Linked DNA regions of Mus musculus: all the other regions are linked to region 3. The links are chromatin contacts, called in public promoter capture Hi-C maps. All regions are on one chromosome and are shown on one strand. The core of a region is the stretch at or near the end of the contact, and the rest is flanking DNA. Distances in the headings are between cores, read along the strand shown. Region 1 overlaps Rora (RAR-related orphan receptor alpha). Region 2 holds the start of Ccnb2 (cyclin B2). Region 3 holds the start of Anxa2 (annexin A2).

Region 1 (3,672 bases), core at 731-3,230, 630 kb after region 3:
ACCCCAAACTTGTTAAACAAGCACCTTCCTGGCTGTGACACCTCCCCAGCCCTTCCATAATCTTTTTGACTGACTTTCTCCAGGGTATCCATAGAACAAGAGCAAATCAAGGTGGTGCTGTTTGCCAAAGCCTCCAGCCTCTACCCCACCCACATAACTGGGGGCCGGCTTGAGGATTGCGGAAGCAACATTCCACATTCTTCTTCCCTGTAGCGATGGAAGGGACATCATCACCCTAATGTCCTACAAGTGCCTCTGGGCCTAAGCTGTAGGGGATTGTATAAATAGTCCCCTAAGCAGGGAAAGGCTCCTCATTTCACAATCATTACGTTCTTTCTATGCTCAAAGTTTCAGCCAAATCCACCCCTCCCACTTTTGCCCTTGTAACAACCAATCCTGTAGTTCCAAACCACTTGGTTTCCACCCAAAACCAATAATCTTGATTCCCATATTTTAAGATGTTCACTGCAAAGAACTCTCACTGTTCACATACAGCTGTCAGCTGCAAAAACATTTTTTTTAATACAAAAATCTGGCTTTGGTTCTCCTCCCCGTGAGGCTGGATAGTGACCTAGTGATTCATGCTGACTACAGACTCTAGATTCTCTTCTCCCACCCCAACCCATTCAGATATAATTAGGCCTAGCCCAGGTAACCCCTCCAGTGTGGAAGAAGCTCAGGGGGAAAGCCATGTGCAGCTCTGTATAGCCACCATGTGGCTCTGATGGTTCACTCATGCGTGATTCAGTGACAACTCTCATGATGTTTTGGTCACCTTTGGCTGTGGACCTGGTACCCAGGAAAAATCAGAGACCCAAGAAAGAGGCAGAGCGTCAGCCTCAAAGCCAGGGATGCACACACAGTCTTCCATAACGTCTCCTGAAAACCAAATTCTTCTTTCTTTGCAAAGGAGCCACAGACAGACAACACAGCTGACAGTTATTTTTGTTGCCAGTAGAATGAAGGCGACTTAGACTTCATTTGTCCCCTTAGCAATTGTTCCTTTAGCGGAATATATGTGTTGTGGCATTTTCTTAGGGATGGTTTCCTTTAGAAAAATTCAGTCCTTGTGAAAAGCAGAGTCGGAGACATTTTATTTCGGTCATTTTCAGCAAAGCTGAATCTGTCCTTTTCTTTAAATGGAAACTTTTCAAAATCAAGTAGACCCCATTTCGTTTTTATCCCAAAGCTGCTGGTTGGGGGGGGGGAGGGTAGGATTGGAAAACTGTACTTTGTCTCAAGAATTTAGACTGAGGATGAAGATGGGAGGGAGACCTGCAGAGGCCGGTGGTTAGAGGCCATCAGCATCTTCATCCTCAGTGGCCGCTCTTATACTTGCCCAGGCTATGTTTGAGAAGAGAAAAGGGCACGGAGGGAAGATTTTTGCTAAGAGCTCCTGTTTTCCACACAAGGGTTCTCCCAGATGCACAGCAACGTGCATTAGCACAGACGCCAGGCATCATCCTAAGAAGCAAGCAGATCTGATGTCTTCTCTTAGAGAGTTGGAGACCGGGGTGGGGGGGCAATGAGAAGGGTAAGGGTCAGGCTTGGAGCTCACAACCCAGCCAGGCACATCGAAAGCAGTTGCGTCATCCTACCTTCTCCAGAGGCTGAGGTAGATGGGTCTGAAGTTCAAGACCAGCCTGCACAACTTAGTATCAAAGACAGAAAACAGACAACCAGAGGGCTAGGGTGAATGCTTTAATGGTAGAGTGACTGTCTAGTGTGTAAAATGGCTAACAATACTGCCTGACCATCTCCTTCAGTTGCTTCTGAACTGGGAGTTTGAATCCACCCTTTCTCTAGGGAACTTTGACATCAGTGTGGTTTGAGGGTCAGTTCTCATGAGCTCCTTTCGTCTCAGTAGTTTATGAGGTAAATGTGCAGGGCTTTACTAAGTGACCAGGGCCAGTGTGAGGACTGGTATTCCTTCCATGGCTAATATTTACAGAGCACCTTGCCTGTGTAGCAGAAAATCAATCCTTCCAAAGTAAACACACTGGCCATGCTTGCTTGCCTTGCCAGCAAACTGGCCACACCTTGCAGAGGTTGGCTAGTCAAGGTGTTCCCAGTGTTGAGCTTGGATCCCGGGCCCAGTTTAGATCCACTATATAAACTCAACCACAGAAAGAACAAGGCGTCTCAAAAGGTTCACCTGGAAGCCTTAGAGATGGCTGAATTGGTCACATTCTTTGCTGCAAAACTATCAGAACCTGAGTTTGGATTGGCAGCAACCAAATAGAACTGTCAAGTATGGTGACATGGGTTGATAACCATACTGCTGGTGGGCAGGGGGAGGGGAAGCAGACAGATCCCTGGAGCTCACTGGCTGCCCAGTCTAGCTGAATCCATAAGCTTCAAATTCTGTGAGAGACCCCATCCCAAAACACAAGGTGGAAATCTATTGAGAAAAATACCTCACTTTGACTTCTGCCCTTCACAAATGCATGCCAAGGGGTCACACTCTTATATCCATGTAGATCCATGTCTACACACACACACACACACACACACACACACACACCTTCATCTGAATTTTCCAAGCAACTGTTTTCCACAAAACCTACAGGCAGAAAAATCACAATGCCCCTGAACTTTGATCATATACCCACATTCCTCTCCTGTATTTTTAGAACCACCTCAGCAAAAGCACAAACTGTCACTGCCGATGTCCATACGTAACAAAAGCAGCCAGCATGGTCTGAGAAATGTTTTCAGAGGAAACTAGTTTTAAATAATTAACCACAGCGCCTAGCCTCCACTCCTCACAGGCTGATTAATGTCTCCTGACAGGTGAGATTCCTTCACAGGAGGCTGCAGTTCCTGTTTGTTCAAGGTAACTGCTGCTATTGAAGTAGATTTTCATTAAACACACCACCTTGGAAACCCCTGCTCCTTGGAAGAAACAAACCCACCACATGGAGCCGTTAGTTTTCAGTTCATTTAAATGAAAAAAAAAAAAAGTTAGGTTTAAAATAAAACTAATGGAGAAAATAAGAAGCTAGAAAATGAACGCATTAAGAATGGACACCAGTGCTAGGCTGGAACCGTCAAGTAGCTTATGTGTCAGGTGTGTGTGTGTGGGGGGGGGGTGTATGTGTGTGTTGGGTGTGTGTATAGGTATGGGTACGGGTATATGGGTGTTTGTGTGTGTATGGGTATGTGTATGGGTGTGTGTATGGGTGTTTGGGTATGTGTGTATGAGTGTGTATATATGGGTAAGTGTGTGTGTGTGTAACAAGACAGGATCTCTGGAAATCACTCCTCATGAAGCCTCCACTTTTACTTTTAGACAGGGTCTCTCATTAGCCTGGAACTCACCAGGCAAACTATCTAATTAGTGAATCGCAGAAATCTACCTGTCTACACCTCCTCTTGGATTACAGGTGTGCATCACCATGTCTGGCTTTCAGGTAGATTTTTAAGGACTGAACTCGGGTTATTGTGCTTGCATAGGAAGCAGCTTGCCAGCTGAGATATCTGCCTAGCTCTGTATTCACATTCTTTAAACTATTTTTGCCTGATTTTATTTTCTATGGGGATGTGTGTGTGAATATATATATTTTTTTTCTCCTGTGTGTATGCCTGTAAAAGGGATGGGCTCTCCTGTGTGCAGGTGGAGGTCGGAGGTCAATGTCAACTGTCACCCTCAATTCTTTCCACCTCACTTTT
Region 2 (3,991 bases), core at 578-3,077, 970 kb before region 3:
AATCCCAAACCAATACAATTTGGCCATTTTAGATTCAGCACAGGGGCTAGCCATGCAGCTCATGGTAGACTCCCTTGGCCTCAGGAAGCCCTGGGTTCTGACAGTGCAATATACTAGTTGTAGTGCAGCTTGTAATCCCACTCAGGAGGTAGAGGCAGGAGGATTAGAAATTCAAGGTCGGGCTGGAGAGATGGCTCAGGGGTTAAGAGCACTGATTCCTTTTCCAGAGGTCCTCAGTTCAATTCCCAGCAACCACCTGGTGGCTTACAATCATTTGTAATGGAATCTAATGTCTGTCTGGTGTGTCTGATGACAGTACTCATATTACATAAAATAAATAAATCTTTTTTTAAAGTATTAAAAAAAAATTCAAGGTCATCCTCAACTACATAGAAAGCTGTAAACCGGCCTAGAACACATGCGACCATGTTGTGAAGTCCATTCACCACAGTAACCTGAAGTACAGCCAATGGCTTTGTTAAAGTTAAAGTTCAGTTAGAGAATAGGTCTGAGTTGCCAAATTGGTGCTGAAATCATGAGTTTAAGAGGTCCTCCTGCCATTTCTGAGTTCAAGGCCAGCCTGGTCTACAGAGTGAGTTCCAGGACTGCCAGGGCTATACAAAGAAACCCTGTCTCAGGAAAAAAAAAAATCCTCCTGCCTTAGCCTCCCAAGTAACTGGAATTATTACAAGCATGTGCTAATAGTACAAACTGCAGAGCACATTTTCTTCCCCAATCCAAACCAAAGCTTCCCAAGAAAGAGAAAGCTATGCGTAACCTCTGTGATTGTAAGGATGATGGACCAAGAGTCAGCAGCCACAGAACTTTCATTTCCTTTAGCAGGTACTTGAGAGAACTTAATGGGATATAAATAGTTATTTCTGCTCCTTTGGTTTCCAATATCCATGTGTAATTTAGGTCGAGGGGTAGTACTGCCACCTTGTCTTTTCAGGTGGGAGTGTTGGACAACACTGGTTCTTCCTTTAGACTCAGATTGGAAATGTCAGATTTGGGCGAAGGGGGAGGGAGCATTTATTATTTCCCAATAGAAGGGACTTGAACAAGACTGATGGGGTAGCCTGATCTCAAGTCGTTCTGCTGGCACTGCACCATTTTCTGTGTTGTTACCTAGTCTTTTCCCCAGGGTAATATTCTGGTTTTGTTTTTTGTTTTTGTTTTTGTTTTCTGTCTTGTCTCTCACTGTTCACAACTTGGGATACTCATTATTTTTCTTTTGAAATCTTGTGCACATCACACCGTCATTTGACAAATAGTTTCTGAGTTCTACTGTATTGTGCTGGAAGTCACACAAATCACGTCTAGTTTGAATTATGACTCTGCTGGGGATCTGTTTTAGGAAGACCACATACAGTACACATCCGAGTCACAATCATCTTGTAGCCCTGAACGACCTGGAGACGATGGCTTCATTTGCCAGACCATTCCAATCCAAATTCCCAGGTAGACGTTTCCGGAAGAGGAAGTAAGGTCAGAAGTAGCATTTCCAGGAAGTTCTCTGGAACCCACTTCTACCTAACCCAGAACAAACTTTTAAAGACATATGTCCTTAGGTGATGGCTCCCCACTCCTACCCCTAAAATTAAGACAATCTTTTCCAGTAGGAGGAAAAATTATTTTATTTAATATCAGGGACTAGAATTTGAAAATAAGACTGTAGACAAGGAAACAACAAAGCCTGGTGGCCTCGCTGGTTGCTATGACAAGCAAATACAAGCCAGCCAATCAACGTGCAGAAAGGCCTTCCAGTCTAGCCAATGGGTTGCGCGCGCCCTGCGTGCGTCTACCCAATAGTGCGTCAGCGGCGCGGTATTTGAATCGCGGACCGGGCGGTGGACGCGGAGCGGCGGGGCCCTGACCCTCCCAACGGTGTCGCAGACCGGAGTGGCTGTGCCTCGTCCGCACTTGCCAGGGCGGCCCTCATGGCGCTGCTCCGACGCCCGACGGTGAGTGCGCCGGGGCTACGGTGCCCTGTCCTGCCGGGTAGCCCGGGAGGCTGCCGGAGAGGCCCTGGCAGAGCTAAAGCGGTCCAGAGGCCCGGCCTGGGGTCTTCATTCCTGTTACCACTCAGGGCTGTGCTGCGCTGGGGATGAGGACCGGGAGGAACCGGGAAGCCGCCCAGTGCCATTTCTCTACTTTTCACATTTTTCAGTTTGCTTCGTGTGAGCTTCCCATTCGCGTCTTCATACTGCCTTCCTGGCCAAGGTCATTAAAGTGTGGTTTTGTCCTCTTAAAAAAAAAAAAAAACAGAAATAACAAAATGAAAACAAATACCCACCTAAGTGCTGGGCGGTGGTGGTGCACGCCTTTAATCCCAGCACTTGGGAGGCAGAGGCAGGCGGATTTCTGAGTTCGAGGCCAGCCTGGTCTACAGAGTGAGTTCCAGGACAGCCAGGGCTATTCAAAGAAACCCTGTCTCGAAAAAAGCAAAAAACAAAAAACAAAAACACCCAAGTGTAAGAGGAAACGTACAAAACTTGGATCCTAGGATGGCAGACAGTTGGGCAAAAGGCCAAATTCCTTTAATTACCTTTTTGAGAATGAAAGTATTACTGACTTTTAGGCTTTAATTGTACTAGGGTCGGTCTACTTTAGTTGAAAACAAGAGGGCCCCCGACACAGCTGCTGCCATTGTCCTGGCTAGTTAAAAGCCTCCAATTCCTCTTCCCAGTGAATTCAGGGGTACCCCTCATTACCAGGCTTTAACTCATAAGAAATTGAACTTTCAAACTCATTTTGAATTTAGCCGTGGGAAGCTAGCAGTAAAGACCGAACAGCTTAGATTTGGGGATCAGAATCCTAAACAATGAGGAACATACAGTCAGGGTTCATGTCTTGTAGCTCTAACTGCCACTAACAAGTTAATTTTTGTCTAATTTGTTCTTTCAAATTATTTAACAGTTAAAGTCTTGTGTAGGGATGGGGTACAGTTTATCTGGTCTATCCTACACAGGTCATCTTAAAAAAAAACAAAAAAACCCCAACCTTTGGAGAGGTTTTTTTGTTTGTTTTGTAGGATTAGTTCCCCCCCTCCCCCAACACTCAGAAAGTTAAATATTTTTTTCTCATGGAATACTTGTTATTGTACCACACTGTAAACTTTGGGGTATGAATAGCAAGCCTTGTTTCTTAACTGTATTCAAGATGAAGGCAATTAATTTCAAGTAACACTATTTTTTTTTTTTTTCGTTTTCATTCAAGTCTGACTCTCCCAATACTTGAGAGGTAAAATGACTTCCCCATCCTGTTGTCATTGGGAATGTCCTTAATTTGAGTCTATGCTATAGGAAGCTGTTTCTGAAGGGCTTTCCTTGGAAGTGCTATTTCTTATTCTTTGGTTGGCGTTATAACCCAAGCTGGTGTGAAGTCTGAAACATGGAGTTTTAAACAGCTGGGCTATCATTAACTATTGGTATCAAAGCTCTTTATCATTGCAGCTATACTGTGTGAATGGAAGTTTCTAAGAGAACCGACAGGGATCTCTTAACAGCAGACGCAGGTTACTTATAAGAAGTAATCATTTAGGTGGGAGGCTTTGGTGTCGCTTGAAAACTGCTTGAATATGCAAAACAATTTATAAGATCAGTAAAAAGATCTTTGTTTTATTGGTAAGGCAGTGGGTGTTTGCCTAATGGAGAGTGATATTTCAAATAGCATTTTTAGATTTCTTTAAATGTACCTTTTCCCATAAAAAATAATTAAATTTAAAGACAAAAACCAAAACCTAACTCTGCAAGTTTGAGGCCAGCCTGGTCTCCAGAGCGACTTCCAGGATAGCCTTGTCTCCAGAATGAGTTCCAGGACAGCCAGGGCTATAGAGAAACCCTGTCTTGAAAAACCAAACAAATTAAGCTTTTGTTTGAAGTGCATAAATAGAGTACATCATGTGTGCAGTCCGTTCATGGGCCAGAAGAGTATGTCAGATCCCCTGGAATGGAGCTACAGTTTGTAAGCTGCCATGTGAATACTGGGA
Region 3 (3,916 bases), core at 231-2,730:
TGGGATTCCAAACACATTCTATAGCTTTGTTGGGGTTGGGCAGGGAAGTGGCTTCCCGAGTCCAAGTTGCAGACCCACCTAATTATACTCCTGAGTGTTTCAGGCTGAGGATCTTGAATTCCAAGAGTTTATGGTTGCTTTTAAGGGCTGGAGTTGAATATGGCATAATAGTTCACACATGAATAGCTTTTTCAAGTTCTGGGAATGAAGTTCAACCTACTACGGTACTCTACCAATTACCAATAAGCTTGATCGTGATCATAAGCTCATGGTTTTTTTCTTTTCTCTCTCTCTCTCTCTCTCTCTCTCTCTCTCTCTCTCTCTCTCTTTTTTTTTTTTTTTTTTTTTTTTTGGTAGTTGGGTTTTTCCCCCTACAGGAATCTCACTTACTATGTAGCTCAGGTCGGATTCAAAAGGGATCTTGCTGCTCCAGTCTTCTGAGTGTTGAGATTACGGCTCTGTCTCAAGTAACAGTTATTTTGTTGCCTTTGCTTTGCTTTTACATTTGCATGACACTGTTTCAGTACGCTTTATTTAGCTATTTTTGAATGAACTTGTTTTCGGAAACCTTCAATAACTCAGTGTGAGTGGCGCTATCAACAGCAGAGTTCGGAAACCACTTTCATAGATAAAGAAACTTCTCCAACCACAGCCCTCCGCGCCAGCTTTGGAACCTGAGGCCCAGGAACCACGCCCTTTTCTATAGACCCTATCAACTGATTCATGGTGGCATCAGCACAGTCAAGGCAACGTTCCCTACAACCACCCGGGGACACTTCCTTCTGCACACATTCTAAGCGAGCCACAAACTCCCCAGAAGAAATGAAGTCTGAGGTCGCTGACCTAGCAGACAATCTAGCGTTCATGACGAAGACTGAGTTGAGATTGTAAAGAAGGGCACCCAGTAGTCAAGACTTGAGGTTCTGGTGCCCCCTGGACCTCCCCCAGGTACCCTGCTCCGACTCCACAAAGGCACGTCCCTCAGTTGCAAGGAAATTCACCTGAAATTGCAGAAGTTACGGTCCAGAGTGAGAGAACGCAGTGCGGAAAGCGAAGTGGGACTTCTCACTGCTGGGCCGGAGGCTCCCCCAGCGGCCACACCCAGTCCCCCTCCTGACATCTAGCACGTCTGGAATGCCGCCCCCTCGGCTCCCCGCCCCACAAAGGGTCTCCCCGTTCCGAGGAAACCTCAAGGGGAAGCACGCCCCGACCCCTGCGCCCCGACCCCTCAGGAGAGTGGCATGCAAAGAGCACGGTCACTTGCGGGACACTTTGCAACTCTGTTGCAGGGCCTCGCAGATCACCGGGTGGAGTGGGTCCCTCTCCGTGCCTCCCGGGGTCCCCATCGCCGGAGCCTGCCCGCTCCCCGTTCAGCACCGCAACCCCGAGGCCATAGCGGGCGACCGGGCCGCGCCCCACTTACCTGGGCCGGGCACGTATCGCTGAGAGCCTCCCTTGAAGCGGAGCAGCCCGGCTGGGCTGGGTGGGGCTTTTATACCCGCCCCATCCTCCCAGCGCGAGGCCGCCCCACATCCCCTCCCTCCCCGGCCTGTTCCCACCCTGCTGGGTGACTCATCCAACTTGGAACGTAGCCCAAGCCCAGTCCTGCCCTACGTGACAGCTCCACCGCCTCCCCAGGCCCTACAAGTATCCACCCATTTCCCCCGCCCAAATCCCCTTACTCCTAGAGTACAGGGCCCTGCTCAGGCTGGCTCTGGGTTATTAAGATTTCAGCTGCTTGGCTTGCCCAACTCACTTCTTTTGCTTTTAAAAGGCTTCTAGGCAGCGAGGTAATGGAGGGTAGAATTGTTTCAAGGCGCATATATTTGGATTCCTCTGAACTGGGCCGTTGGCACCCAGCTCTCCATCACTGTCTGCAAACATATTAGCTTAACCTCTGGTCACCAGCTGGAGCAGTGTGAGGAGGGTGTTCGCTTGGCCCTGCTTTACACAGTCTACTCCGCCTTGTAAATCAAAGCGGAGAGGCCTCTAACCAGCTAGGGAGACTAAGAGGTAAGGCTAGAAGGTACCTCCTTCCCCCAGTACTCCAATACACCCCAGGTCCTACGGTCTTTTCCTAATTGTAGGTTATTGAAGGTTTTTCCCCCTTCTCATTCCTTGACAAACTGTTTCTCTGGGTCATATTGTTTCTTTTCTAGCTTGCTTTTCCAGGAAACAACGCAGTAGTGAACTGTGTTTGTGGGTGACTGTTCACACCGCATTAAACTTCAAGCTAGCAAGAGAGCTGGAAATACCTTAAACACTAGTTTTGGTTCTTTTGTTTTGTTTTGTTTTGTTTTGTTTTTGTTTTTCAAGGCAGGGTTTCTCTGTATAGATCTGGTTGTCTGGAGACTAGGCTCGTCTGGAATCAGAGATCTGCCTGCCTCTGCCTCCCCAGTGCTGGAATTAAAAGTGTACACCACCACCGCTGCCCAGTCACACTAGGTCTTTCAACTCCGTCCTTGCAGAGTCTACCTCTCTGCTTTCTCTAGGTTCTAACGATTCTCTTCCATCTAGTTGTGTGTGCTTGTGGTTCACTCGTATCACACGTGGTCACGTGTATCACACATGACCTGCAAGGCGCTGTCAGCCTCTAGGATGCTGTCCCTTCAGAGCACCCACCTTGGCCCAGCTTGTTATTTGAGACAAGGTATCTCTTTGGCCTGGAGCTCACAAATTAGGCAAGATTGGTTGGCCAAAAAGCCTTCTACCTGAACTTGGAACAGAACTCAGGTTCTTAAGCTACAAGATCTTAGGCCACTATCTTCCCAGCCCTGGTCCCTTCTGATATCAACATCTGTTTATACTTTCCACTACGGTCTCAATTCACTCCTAGGAACCAAAGGATGACAGTTAGGGGAAGAGATAGGCACAGTGCCCACTGTCACATAGACAGGTAGCTGTGAAGTTGGCCCCAGCAGAGTGACAAACAGAAAACAAGATATCCCTTTTGATACAATGTCTGATTTACATTCATAGTGCTTCAGTGTGGGCAGCTTTAAAGACAGAAACCTTGTTTATCTGACTACTGGGGGTGAACATCTTGGAACATAAGACACAGGCACACACTACCAGCAAGCAGTAGCCTGCCTCCCTGGGTTATTTCTCCACCCAGGCCCGCAGGCTCCACATTCCTGCATGTGTGAGGGAGGGTAGGAGGTCCAATGTCAGAAGTAGCATTGAATTGACATCATGTGAAACATAAAAAAGCCACCAACCATCCAAAACTATTTTTGACTTATTGTGGACATCTGGCAAAGCTAAATGTACAGAGAGCTGTATGTGGCCAGGCCTCATTTATGTCCTGCTGAATACGAGCTCTTTCTTCTTGTCCTATCTCCTTAGCATCTCACATTCCATCGGGGGATCTCATTGGTTCTGTCTGCAAATTCATCTGATACACGTTTTATCAAAAGCCAATCTGAGGGGACTCTTCCTTGAGACACAGTTGGGATGGTTTGGAAATCAAATTAACCAATGCCAGCAACGATTGTATTACACTGAATACCCTGACTAGATAGTTTATAAAAATCCACAAAAAGGTCAGATGGGTGGGGGATGGGAGGAGGTAAAGTGCCTGCCTTGAAAATCGTGAAGACCAGAGCTCAGTCTCCAGAATCTATAGTGAAAGCTGACTGTGCTACCTGAGGTAGCCCAGACCTAGGGCTTTCAGTTGGCTCATCCCAACATCTACCTCATGCAGGGCCTGTCCTGCAGATCCAAAGCCGCAGAAACTTCCAGACACAGGGCATCTACAGGATATCCGAGAGGAGTCACAGTGAGGATCCAGTATTGATGGTGCAGCAGAAGCCAGAGGCCTCTAACCAGACCAAGAACTCACTGCAATGAACACTGCAAGAAAAGCTGTTTGAGCAAAGGGGTGTACTGTGTGACACACCATGACACACTGCAGTTT

Evidence for each region. Promoter capture Hi-C pulls out the DNA fragments that hold promoters and counts their contacts. Capture Hi-C pulls out chosen DNA fragments and counts their contacts.
Region 1: a promoter capture Hi-C map of liver shows a contact between it and region 3, with 6 times the contacts expected there. The contact joins the enhancer-like site here to the promoter of Anxa2 in region 3. A contact is called at or near these places in 2 of 39 promoter capture datasets (both in liver), 1 of 484 Hi-C or Micro-C datasets (uterus) and 1 of 115 datasets of contacts at active chromatin or transcription factors (thymic regulatory T cells).
Region 2: a promoter capture Hi-C map of adipose tissue shows a contact between it and region 3. The contact joins the promoter of Ccnb2 here to the promoter of Anxa2 in region 3. A contact is called at or near these places in 1 of 39 promoter capture datasets (hippocampal neurons), 1 of 115 datasets of contacts at active chromatin or transcription factors (pancreatic cancer cells) and 1 of 9 other capture datasets (adipose tissue).

Annotation. Positions count from the first base shown.
Region 1 is chr9:68,824,374-68,828,045 of GRCm38.p6, reverse strand. All of the region lies in intron 1 of Rora (RAR-related orphan receptor alpha), which reads right to left. It overlaps Gm31262 (a long non-coding RNA gene), which reads right to left. Exons shown (of 2, transcript XR_379583.4): 1 at 1-3,672. Among named protein-coding and RNA genes, the nearest start is that of Gm31262, 2.8 kb to the right of the region's middle. Within about 2 kb of position 1,980, at least 23 of the 459 cell types and tissues checked have an H3K27ac peak or open chromatin away from gene starts, as enhancers often do. A contact at or near this core is called in liver, where this site is marked.
Region 2 is chr9:70,419,390-70,423,380 of GRCm38.p6, reverse strand. Ccnb2 (cyclin B2) reads left to right here and starts at 1,827. Exons shown (of 9, transcript NM_007630.2): 1 at 1,827-1,964. The coding sequence starts at 1,941.
Region 3 is chr9:69,451,247-69,455,162 of GRCm38.p6, reverse strand. It overlaps Anxa2 (annexin A2), which reads right to left and starts at 1,480. Exons shown (of 13, transcript NM_007585.3): 1 at 1,424-1,480.